3 separate regions of the Zea mays genome follow, and regions 1 and 2 are each linked to region 3. A link is a contact called in public Hi-C data. All regions are on one chromosome and are shown on one strand. The core of a region is the stretch at or near the end of the contact, and the rest is flanking DNA. Distances in the headings are between cores, read along the strand shown. Region 1 has its middle 150 kb from the start of LOC103640060. Region 2 holds the start of LOC103644989. Region 3 holds the start of LOC103640045 (scarecrow-like protein 34).

What was found. A called contact is a pair of places that touch in the nucleus more often than the background predicts.
Region 1: a Hi-C map of tassel shows a contact between it and region 3, with 3 times the contacts expected there. The contact joins the enhancer-like site here to the promoter of LOC103640045 in region 3. A contact is called at or near these places in 3 of 25 Hi-C or Micro-C datasets (endosperm, leaf and tassel).
Region 2: a contact with region 3 is called in a Hi-C map of leaf, with 3 times the contacts expected there. The contact joins the promoter of LOC103644989 here to the promoter of LOC103640045 in region 3. A contact is called at or near these places in 4 of 25 Hi-C or Micro-C datasets (ear, endosperm, leaf and 1 more).

Annotation. Positions count from the first base shown.
Region 1 is chr1:159,581,223-159,584,464 of Zm-B73-REFERENCE-NAM-5.0, forward strand. No RefSeq gene overlaps it. Among protein-coding and RNA genes, the nearest start is that of LOC103640060, 150 kb to the right of the region's middle. Within about 2 kb of position 1,844, at least 16 of the 20 cell types and tissues checked have an H3K27ac peak or open chromatin away from gene starts, as enhancers often do. A contact at or near this core is called in leaf and tassel, where this site is marked.
Region 2 is chr1:159,095,835-159,098,717 of Zm-B73-REFERENCE-NAM-5.0, forward strand. LOC103644989 reads right to left here and starts at 1,598. Exons shown (of 14, transcript XM_035964116.1): 1 at 1,054-1,598. The coding sequence starts at 1,062.
Region 3 is chr1:159,342,997-159,346,269 of Zm-B73-REFERENCE-NAM-5.0, forward strand. It overlaps LOC103640045 (scarecrow-like protein 34), which reads left to right and starts at 1,866. Exons shown (of 1, transcript NM_001428420.1): 1 at 1,866-3,273. The coding sequence starts at 1,904.

The sequences.
Region 1 (3,242 bases), core at 594-3,093, 240 kb after region 3:
TGGTCCGTATGAATTATGGATGGTCCAATATGAAAACCTTGGAACTTTTAGGTGGTTTTTTTGTGAACATATTCCCTATAGTGTTGTGAATCTATGGTTCACAGATCTCATGAACTTTGGACTCTATTTGATATTGTTTTGAGGTTTTCTCCCAAAATTACTCGTTCTGCCAGGGGACCGATATTGCACCCTTAGGTGGTCCATTTGAATCAGTATTTTATGAGTCTTTCTCTAGTTGTTTCCCTTCTCAAATTCAGGTTTTCTTCCCTTTCAAAAACTCAAGTTTTTTCCATTCTGTTCATTGAACTTCTTGAGTATATCTAGCCACTAGTTGGTGATCATCTTGGAATTTTTGGTGGATGTTGCTCGGGGATCAAATCGATAAGTAAGCTAAGACCCTTCTAGCACTAGTTGACAAAACTAACCGTCTAAGGAATCCAATTCACACACTCCTTATCATATCCCTTTCAAAGACCCTCAACAACCACCAAGAGTGAACCATACCCACAAGAGGGTGAACTGACCACCCAAGAGAGAGGTAAGGTATCACTTTGAGTATTGCCATAGGGATGGTCACCTAAGGAAAGATGAGTAGCACAATTTTACGGTGAACAACCAGAACATGTATCGCCCTCCACATGGTGATTTGATAGGACGAGATGTCTAATGCCTCAAGGTGTTAGGCCTCAAACTATGAAACCATGTGGTTGTTGTGCCCATGGGGTTTTGGTCATAGCCAATATGATAATGGATCCTAGGGAAGTGGCTTTCAGTCACACGACTCTAGTGGACCATATTTTCCCTTCTATGGTAATCATTATCCATAGTGTGACATGAGATGTTTGGTGTTTTCCCTCACACTTTACCTAGGAAAGTGACTCAACGCTAGTATCGTTCACAATTTACTAACCTTAGTGTTGTGCCATATGCTCACCTTATGTCCTTTTAATGAGCAATATGGAGGTGTGGAGAATATAGAGCCCATGAATTCTAGCTATTCACTCACATGTAAGTGAAGGATGTCACAACAAGGATAAAGTTGGGGGTGAGGTGTCAAACATAGAGCTCATATAACTCAAAGATCTAGAGAAGGAATCGTGACAACGCTAATTTCATCCCCACCATTACAAAAGATTAGGGTTTTAGGGTGTATGTGTATTTTAGGCTCAGATGGTGTGCTAAGTGGACGCAAGAGTTATACTGGTTCGGGCAGAACGTCCCTACTTCCAGTCTTTGGTGGCTAGCACTATCGGCACCTGATTGCTCATAGTAGGGGTTACAAGAGGGTGAGAGATGTAACACCCCAAAATCTTATTTTGGGAATCTAATAAAATTCTCCCAAAGGTTTTGAAATTTTCTTACCTATGAAGTTACATATCCTAAAATAAATATGTTTCCTAATAACAGAGTTGATAAAAGGGATCTCTACATAAATTAAACTATTCCTTTGTCAAATTATATATTCTCTCAAGAATTTTATAAACTAGAAATTATCTTTCCTAAAATACCTATTTGTTTTGCAAGTATGAATTTCATAATTAAAAGCTCTTGCATAAATAGGATAATAAATAGAAAAATGAAGTTATACTTTACATCTTGCTAGACTTTTAATTGTGCATCTAGTTTGATTTGAATGTCCAACTAATATTTGAATTAGATCTAAAATTGGAGTTCATAAATTAGAAAGAAAATATGAAATAGAAAGAAAAGAAAAAGAGAAAGGAATGCATTACCTACTCTTGGGCCGAACTGCCTGGTCGGCCCAAGTTCCCGCGCGCCCGCCTCACTGTGTGTGCAGGCACCAGGTCGATGGCGGCCAGACCCAATTGCCAACAACAAATGTCGCGCACACGCTAACTCCTAGAATCAATGACGATCCGCCCCCACCTGTCAGGCTTTCTTCCAGCTCAAGTCTGATCGAGCGCCGAGTTCTCTAGGGTCGTTTCCTTCTATCCTTCTTTTATCCGGTTAGGATCGTTCTCCCTAGGTATAAATGTGTGGTCAGTCCCTCTCATCCCCCACCACATGACCTCCACCGCCTCTAGAAAATAGCACACGCAAGAGCCTTGTTGGGGATCCACAGAGATGGGAGAAAAGCCTCCACTGTCGAACTATGGCAACAACGCTGCTCAGAGTCCAGGAATCTATCTAGATGGATCACCGGAGTACGAGGGATGCGTGGAAGGGATTTATCGAACTCTGGAACTCTTGGGGTCGACAGAATTGCTCGTCGGAATCAAGCTGTTGTCGTAGTGCCGCCCTCCGACGTGGGCAGGGCCCTCTGCACCCCCATGCTAGGTGAGACCCACCCCTTCATTTTGCCTTCGTGCCCGCGTTAAGAAGCACCTCTCGGATTGGATTTTGGGGCACCATGGTACCATGTCGTGCTACTCCGGCGAGGTCACCGCCGCGGCCGTGGGCATCGTCGGGGGTAGGAGACACTGCCCTGGCCGTTGATCTATTGAGGGTTTCCATGATGAAGCGCTGAGCATACCCATTGGTGACTAAATCTGAGCCATTAATGTTGATCGAGTGATCCAGATTGGATCGCGTTTCATTAAATCCGCACCATAGATTCTAGAATCAACGGTGGAGAGAGCCTACCGGTTCGGGAAGACTAGAATCTAATCTGATTCGTTGGCATACGATCGGACGGCCTAGGCCGGTCCGTGTAAGACACTACACCGCTTTCTCAAAAGAAACCCTAGGGTTCTTTCAAATGAACCTACAATCCGGTGATAATGATAAAACCTTTAATATAGTCCTGTTTTTAGCCAAAGTAACCCCGGACTTTTTATATATGTATCCGTCGTCCAACGGTGATTAAGTATTTGTAAATTCGATATAGAAACTTATTTCTAGTGTAAAAATTAATATAAAAATGTATAAAATCTTAGAAAATTCATAAATTATTAATTTAAAATCTGATTTAGTCCATTCCCGTTGCGTTATTCTCATACTAATATTTCCTACATATTAAACCACATGAATTATCAGGCAATATGTTTTAAAAAATAGATGACTAATTTGTTTAATCTATGTCTATTGAATTAACTTATCTAGTTTGAGTTAATGTAGTGTTCTAAATTGGTACATCTATAACTTGACAAAAATATAATTAGGTTATAACTTAGATTAAAGTTAAATTATCTATGTGTAGGTGTTTGGACCGTGGGTCCTTAACCAACCAGTAAATGTGTCGCGTGGCCGACTCTAGATGGTGTGCGAGAAGACACAAGCAA
Region 2 (2,883 bases), core at 348-2,847, 250 kb before region 3:
GGCTGCACATGGAGAGGGCGATCAGAGCAGAAAATTCATCTGCCCGGTGCTGCTGAAGCTCCCACATTATTGAGCTGAAACTTAATCCTCTCCGTCAACACGGCCGCAAAAGCAACCCAGCACCACCGAAATCGATCGGTGTAAACCGCGGCACAGGAAAAGGCAAGCAATCAGAGCAATGGCGACGACGAGGTTTCGATCAAAACCAAACCAAACGTCACAGGAAAAGGCCGCGATGTAGACGAGCTGAGCTCCAACCACCTTCCGATGCCAAAAGGACGGTAAAACGCCGAGGCCAAACGAAACCCTAAAAGCAACAAACCATCAAACCACAACCGGTAGAATCTATCTATCCGCCGGGATGAGCCGCGGCGCGGGTCGAAGAAGCACAAAATCGAGAGGAGCAGCAGAGAAAACTCAGCGAAATGGCCGGAATTCCTAGCGGAAACCTCCAGGCGCTCGCGCTACATGCTGCGAGCTAGGAAACACACGGCCGCGGCGAGAAAAAAAAACCCCCGCGAGCGAAGAACCCGAGCAGAATCGCAGGAGAGCCCCCCTAGAAAACCTCAAATCCCGCTGAGCCCCCTCGGGATCACAGCGTGGAAGAGCGGAACACAAACGCGCGCGCACTCGATCGTCGTCAGCGATCGCAACTCCAGAAAAAAAACGAAGAAAAGGGAGAGTGAAATTCCAGCTGATCCACGGCCGCTCGCCTCGGCGAACCATCATCGGCGGCGTCAGGCAGCAGAAGCGCGCACCACATTCGCGAGGAAACCGAATCCACCGAAAAAACCGCAAGCCAGGAGTGTCCAAACCACTAAACCAGACGCACACCAACCCACCGACGAAATCACACGAGAACAGCATGCAACTGCACGCACTACTATACTCCAGAAAGGCGGACAGAAACCCCAGCGGCGACGCATGCGTGCGGCGACGAACAAGCTGAGAACAGGACAGCCGAGCGCTGGAGCGCCACGCCATTGGCATAGCTATAGCTAGGTAGCTCTCGCGACTCGTGATCGCCCATGCAACGGCGGGCGATGAGCTCACCTCTCCCATGCGTGCTCCAGGCGCGGCGCGGCTCTTCCGTCGTCCTCGCACGGCACGGGCGCTGGCATCCGTCCCCGAAGGATCGTCCTCCTCCTTGTGCACCCCACGCGGACCACTCGATCGCCCACTCGCCGCTTTATGTGGCAGCCCTCCTCCAAAAACTGCTTCAGGCTTCGCGATCCTCTCTTCTGTACTCTACTCACTCACCACGGCGGGGGCAGCAACCTCTCCTTTCTGCCGCCGCTGTGGCGCTGTCCCCCCAGCCCTCTCTCTTGTCTCTGGCACTCTGGCGAGTTGGCTCTACCCACTCCCGTACCCGTCACAGCTTTTGCCTCCCTCTCCGGCTCTCCCTCCCCGCTTGAAACCCTCCTTGTCGCCTTGCGCACGGCCAGCCGGGTCACCCGTTTCCTCTTTGCCGTTTCGGGCAACCGGGCCGCTGCGACTGCGACCGGCCGCGCCACGGAAACTCCAGAGTCCAGAACCCAAACCAACCAACCAACCAACCAATTAACCAGCAACGCCCGTCCACATTGCCTCGTCTCGTCGCGTTCCGTGGTGCGTGCTGCCATGTATATATGAACCTGCCGCCGTCTGATTCGAGCCAGTGGGGCACGTCACACGTGGCGGGCCGGCGTGCAGCCGGGAGAAGCTGCCGGTGAAGCGGTGAGAGGCGGGCGTGCGGACGGACGGACGGGTTCTGGAGAAGGATGCGTATGCGTGGGCCGGAGAGGCGGAAACGGACTTTGGAGAGCGTCCTCGCTGTTTCCCCCCGCGTTCCGGTGCTGCGGCGAGCTCCGGTTTCGCTGCTCCTGTGTCAGGGATCGGGTGGCAGCGCTGCCCCGGCGGGGGCCTCTCTAGAAGATTCCCCGTATGGACGCTGGCTGGTGGGGCTGGGAGCCAGGATGAGAGCTCTGAGCCCGTGTGTCAGTGTCAGTCAGTGGACGGTGGTGTCCGTGTGGCCGTCTAGGGTCTAGGGTCTAGGGTCTTGGCTCTTGGATCGGGAGTGGGAGCGAGCGACCGTGCATGCAATCGGAGCTGCAGTGCAGCCTGCAAAAGCGTAGGAGGAGGGGGATTACCAGTGGGACCCGCGTATCGTCCTTGGCAGGCGAGCCGGGAGGTGCGGTTTGGCGATGATGACGCCAGAGCCGAGAGGGGTAGGAAGGGTGAGCACGTCCAACTGGCCAAGTGCATTGTGCCTGCAGAGACGGGCCTGTTCGATGGTGATGCATTGACGGAGCAGCTTCCAGGTGTAGGCAGCCTCCTCTTCTTGATTTCTGTTTGTTCCTTGTGTCACGTTTTGCACGGGTTCTCGTTACTCATTACCTTGAGTTCTTTTCTTTTTCTTTACAAAGGGTTACCGCATGTGTATATACGTACTCAGTACTCACCTCGTACGTGGTACAACAAATAAAAGTAACTCTGAAATAAGTTGCGACGACGGAAAAAAAATCAAAGTATGGCTCTAAGCGCACAACCAATCAAATTATAAAAACAAGAACTCGTGATATATATGAAAAAACCGAATATTGTCTAAAACGAGAATAAATTGCTACAAAACATACAGTGGTAAATAACACCGGCTCCATCTTAAAATATAGTTCTTTTTAGCCTTCTTTTTTCCCATCTGCATTCGAATATATGATAATGTATGTAGACACACATACAAACTACATTCACATGTTAATTAATGAATATATATTTAGTCTAAAACAAATTGTATTTTGGTACGGAATATAAAGCCATGCCTCTAATTTTGCTGAATACGTCTTGTAGACCTAGACAATTATATTTGCATGTCCTTCTTCTTAATCTGAAATGCCTTCTTAATAC
Region 3 (3,273 bases), core at 616-3,115:
GAGATTATCCAAATGTTATCTAGGTGCGCTGGGTGCGCGCTAATCTCTACTATATTAAAGCACCAGTTTTGACAGTTGTCCCGCGTCAATATTTTTTAGAAAAAACCATACATTTCCTTTTATTCTACCCACAGTCCAAGCGATAAGATGATCTCTATAGGTTCGTATGCTCTGGATCCGATGGCCTCGCTCTCCTAGCTCCCTCCGCCACCGGTGGCCCTCCACGCTCATCTCTCCCGCCGACCCCAATCCACACGAAAACCCTAAACCCTCGCTACTTGGCCTCCTAGTTAACCTTCTCTCAGTGGCCCCGCTCTCGTCCCACCGCCACCGGGTGGCCCTACAGGCTCACCTCCCCTGCCAACCCTAATCCCCACGAAAACCCTAAACCCTCGCTACATGGCGGCGGCGGCTACAAGCTCTTCGTTGGCTCAGCACCATGAGGCCACCGGCTAGAGGTAGCTAACCATGACACTTTCTTTGTTTTCCATCCATTTTTGCAAGCGGACGAAGACTTATTGCTTCGATAAATCCTGTAGGACACGATGGGAGGGAGGCAGGTTCGATGGCGATGGCCGTGGGAGAGGCGGTGGCTGCAGATTTGGTAGTGATAGAAGCGACAGGGACATACATGGAGGCTGAGGGTGACTTGGGCTGTCTTTTGTTTCTGCCGTGAGGCTGAGAGGGTTTACTTAGTCGCCAAAACACCTATTGTATAATTGATCATAGGCTAACCGCACCTGGCACGACGCGTGTGGGTCACCATTAGAGATGGCAATGGGTATATCTCATACCTATACCTGCGACAAAAAATAACCACGTCAGGTCACCCATATACACTGGTGGGTATGGATTTACCTCCATACACATACTTATATGGGTATAGGTCATCCGTACCACAAGATTAAACATCTATCAAGAATACATTATACGAATATCAAGTGTATCCATCTAAATATTATTACAAAATTTCTAGCATCATTCATTCATTCATTCATCTATTCAACAACATCATGGATAATTAGATAAAGTAGCAACACTAAGATAGTACCACATAACATATACATGTTTTATTACATGGTCATCAAATAGTTGTTAAGCCTTCTATGATATTATCATCCAAAAGGTTGTTAAATAGTCAAAATGATGGATAATCGAAGTCCAAATTTACACTTTTATACAAGATATTTTATATCCATGGGTTAGTGGGTATAAGTGAGGACAGAACGTTCTAATACATATTTTAATGGGAGTAAATATCTATCGATCATCTGGTCGCGGCTAACATTGGCATCTCCGTTACTCGTTTATGCAACTGCGATGCGGCAGAGGAAGTCGCGGGCGGGCTCCATGTTTGTTGCATGGACACGTCACAGTGTCACACGTCACCCTGCCATTCTACCGTTCCGGCTGCGTGTACGGTCATAGAGGTGCACCCATGCTGCATTGCTGCTGATGCCGTTGCCCGCCATGCAGCGGCCTCGCCTCTCTTTTGGACTGCTTCCAACGGCCTTCCTGGACCTCTATCTATTAGGTTTGGGCCTTGCGCTCGTGGCCCTTGTCAGCTTCTATGCCACGGCGGAAGAGAAAAGGGAAAACCGATCGAGCCCGGTCGCCGCCCGAACCGAGCCCGGGCCCACATTATGCCACGCCCACGGGCCACGGGGCTCTCGATCCCCTCTCTCTATCTCCTTCCACTCCCTCCGCCTCCGTCATCATCCCCCAACCTCCACCCCGCCCCCGCGAATCCATCCTATTTCCGCCGATGCCGCCTTCCTCGAACCTTCGTCGCCCGCTGCACCTCCCCGCCGCGCCCCCTACAAAGCCAGCCAGCAGCTAAAAACCTCCTCATTCTCATCCACTTCCTCCCGCGCAACCGCTCTTCCCCAACTTCGCCGCCGCCATGGGCTCCTCCTACGACCCCTACCCGTCCCCGGCCGCCGACGACCTCTTCCTCTACCTCTCCGACCTCGGCCCCGCCTCGCCCTCCGCGTACCTCGACCTCCCGCCCACCCCGCAGCCTCAGCCGTACCCGCAGTCCCAGCAGCAGCAGCAGGGGAGCAAAGGCCCCACGCAGGACATGTTGCTCCCCTACATCTCCAGCATGCTCATGGAGGACGACATCGACGACACCTTCTTCTACGACTACCCGGACAACCCCGCGCTCCTCCAGGCGCAGCAGTCCTTCCTTGACATCCTCTCCGACGACGCCTCGTCCCCGACCACCACCACTGGCACCACCAACAGCAGCGCCAGCGTCAACCACTCCTCCTCCGACGCGTCCGCCAGCGCGCCGCTCACCCCAGCCGCGGTCGACTCCTACTCCCCGGCCCCCGCCGTCCAGTTCGACGGCTTCGACCTCGACCCCGCGGCCTTCTTCAGCAACGGGGCCAACTCCGACCTCATGAGCTCCGCCTTCCTCAAGGGCATGGAGGAGGCCAACAAGTTCCTGCCCTCAGAGGACAAGCTCGTCATCGACCTCGATCCGCCAGACGACCCCAAGCGGTTTGTCCTCCCCACCCGCGCCGCAGAAAACCTCGCGCCCGGATTCAACGCCGCCGCCGCCACCACCGCCCCTGCCGCCGTGGCTATGGCGGTGAAGGAGGAGGAGGTGATCCTCGCTGCGCCTGATGCCGCGCTTGGCAGCGGCGGCGTCGTCCTGGGCCGCGGTCGGAGGAACCGCTTGGACGATGACGAGGAGGACCTGGAGCTGCAGCGCCGGAGCAGCAAGCAGAGCGCGCTGCAGGGGGACGGCGACGAGCGGGACGTCTTCGAGAAGTACATCATGACCTGCCCCGAGACGTGCACGGAGCAGATGCAGCAGCTGCGGATCGCCATGCAGGAGGAGGCCGCCAAGGAGGCGGCGGTCGCCGCCGGGAACGGCAAGGCCAAGGGCCGCCGCGGTGGGCGGGAGGTGGTGGACCTGCGCACGCTGCTCGTCCACTGCGCGCAGGCCGTCGCCTCGGACGACCGCCGCAGCGCCACCGAGCTGCTCAGGCAGATCAAGCAGCACGCAAGCCCGCAGGGGGACGCCACCCAGCGCCTCGCTCACTGCTTCGCCGAGGGCCTCCAGGCCCGCCTCGCCGGCACCGGCAGCATGGTTTACCAGTCGCTCATGGCCAAGCGCACGTCCGCAGCCGACATACTCCAGGCGTACCAGCTGTACATGGCCGCCATCTGCTTCAAGAGAGTCGTCTTCGTGTTCTCGAATAACACCATCTACAATGCCGCTCTGGGCAAGATGAAGATACATATCGTCGATTACGGGATCCA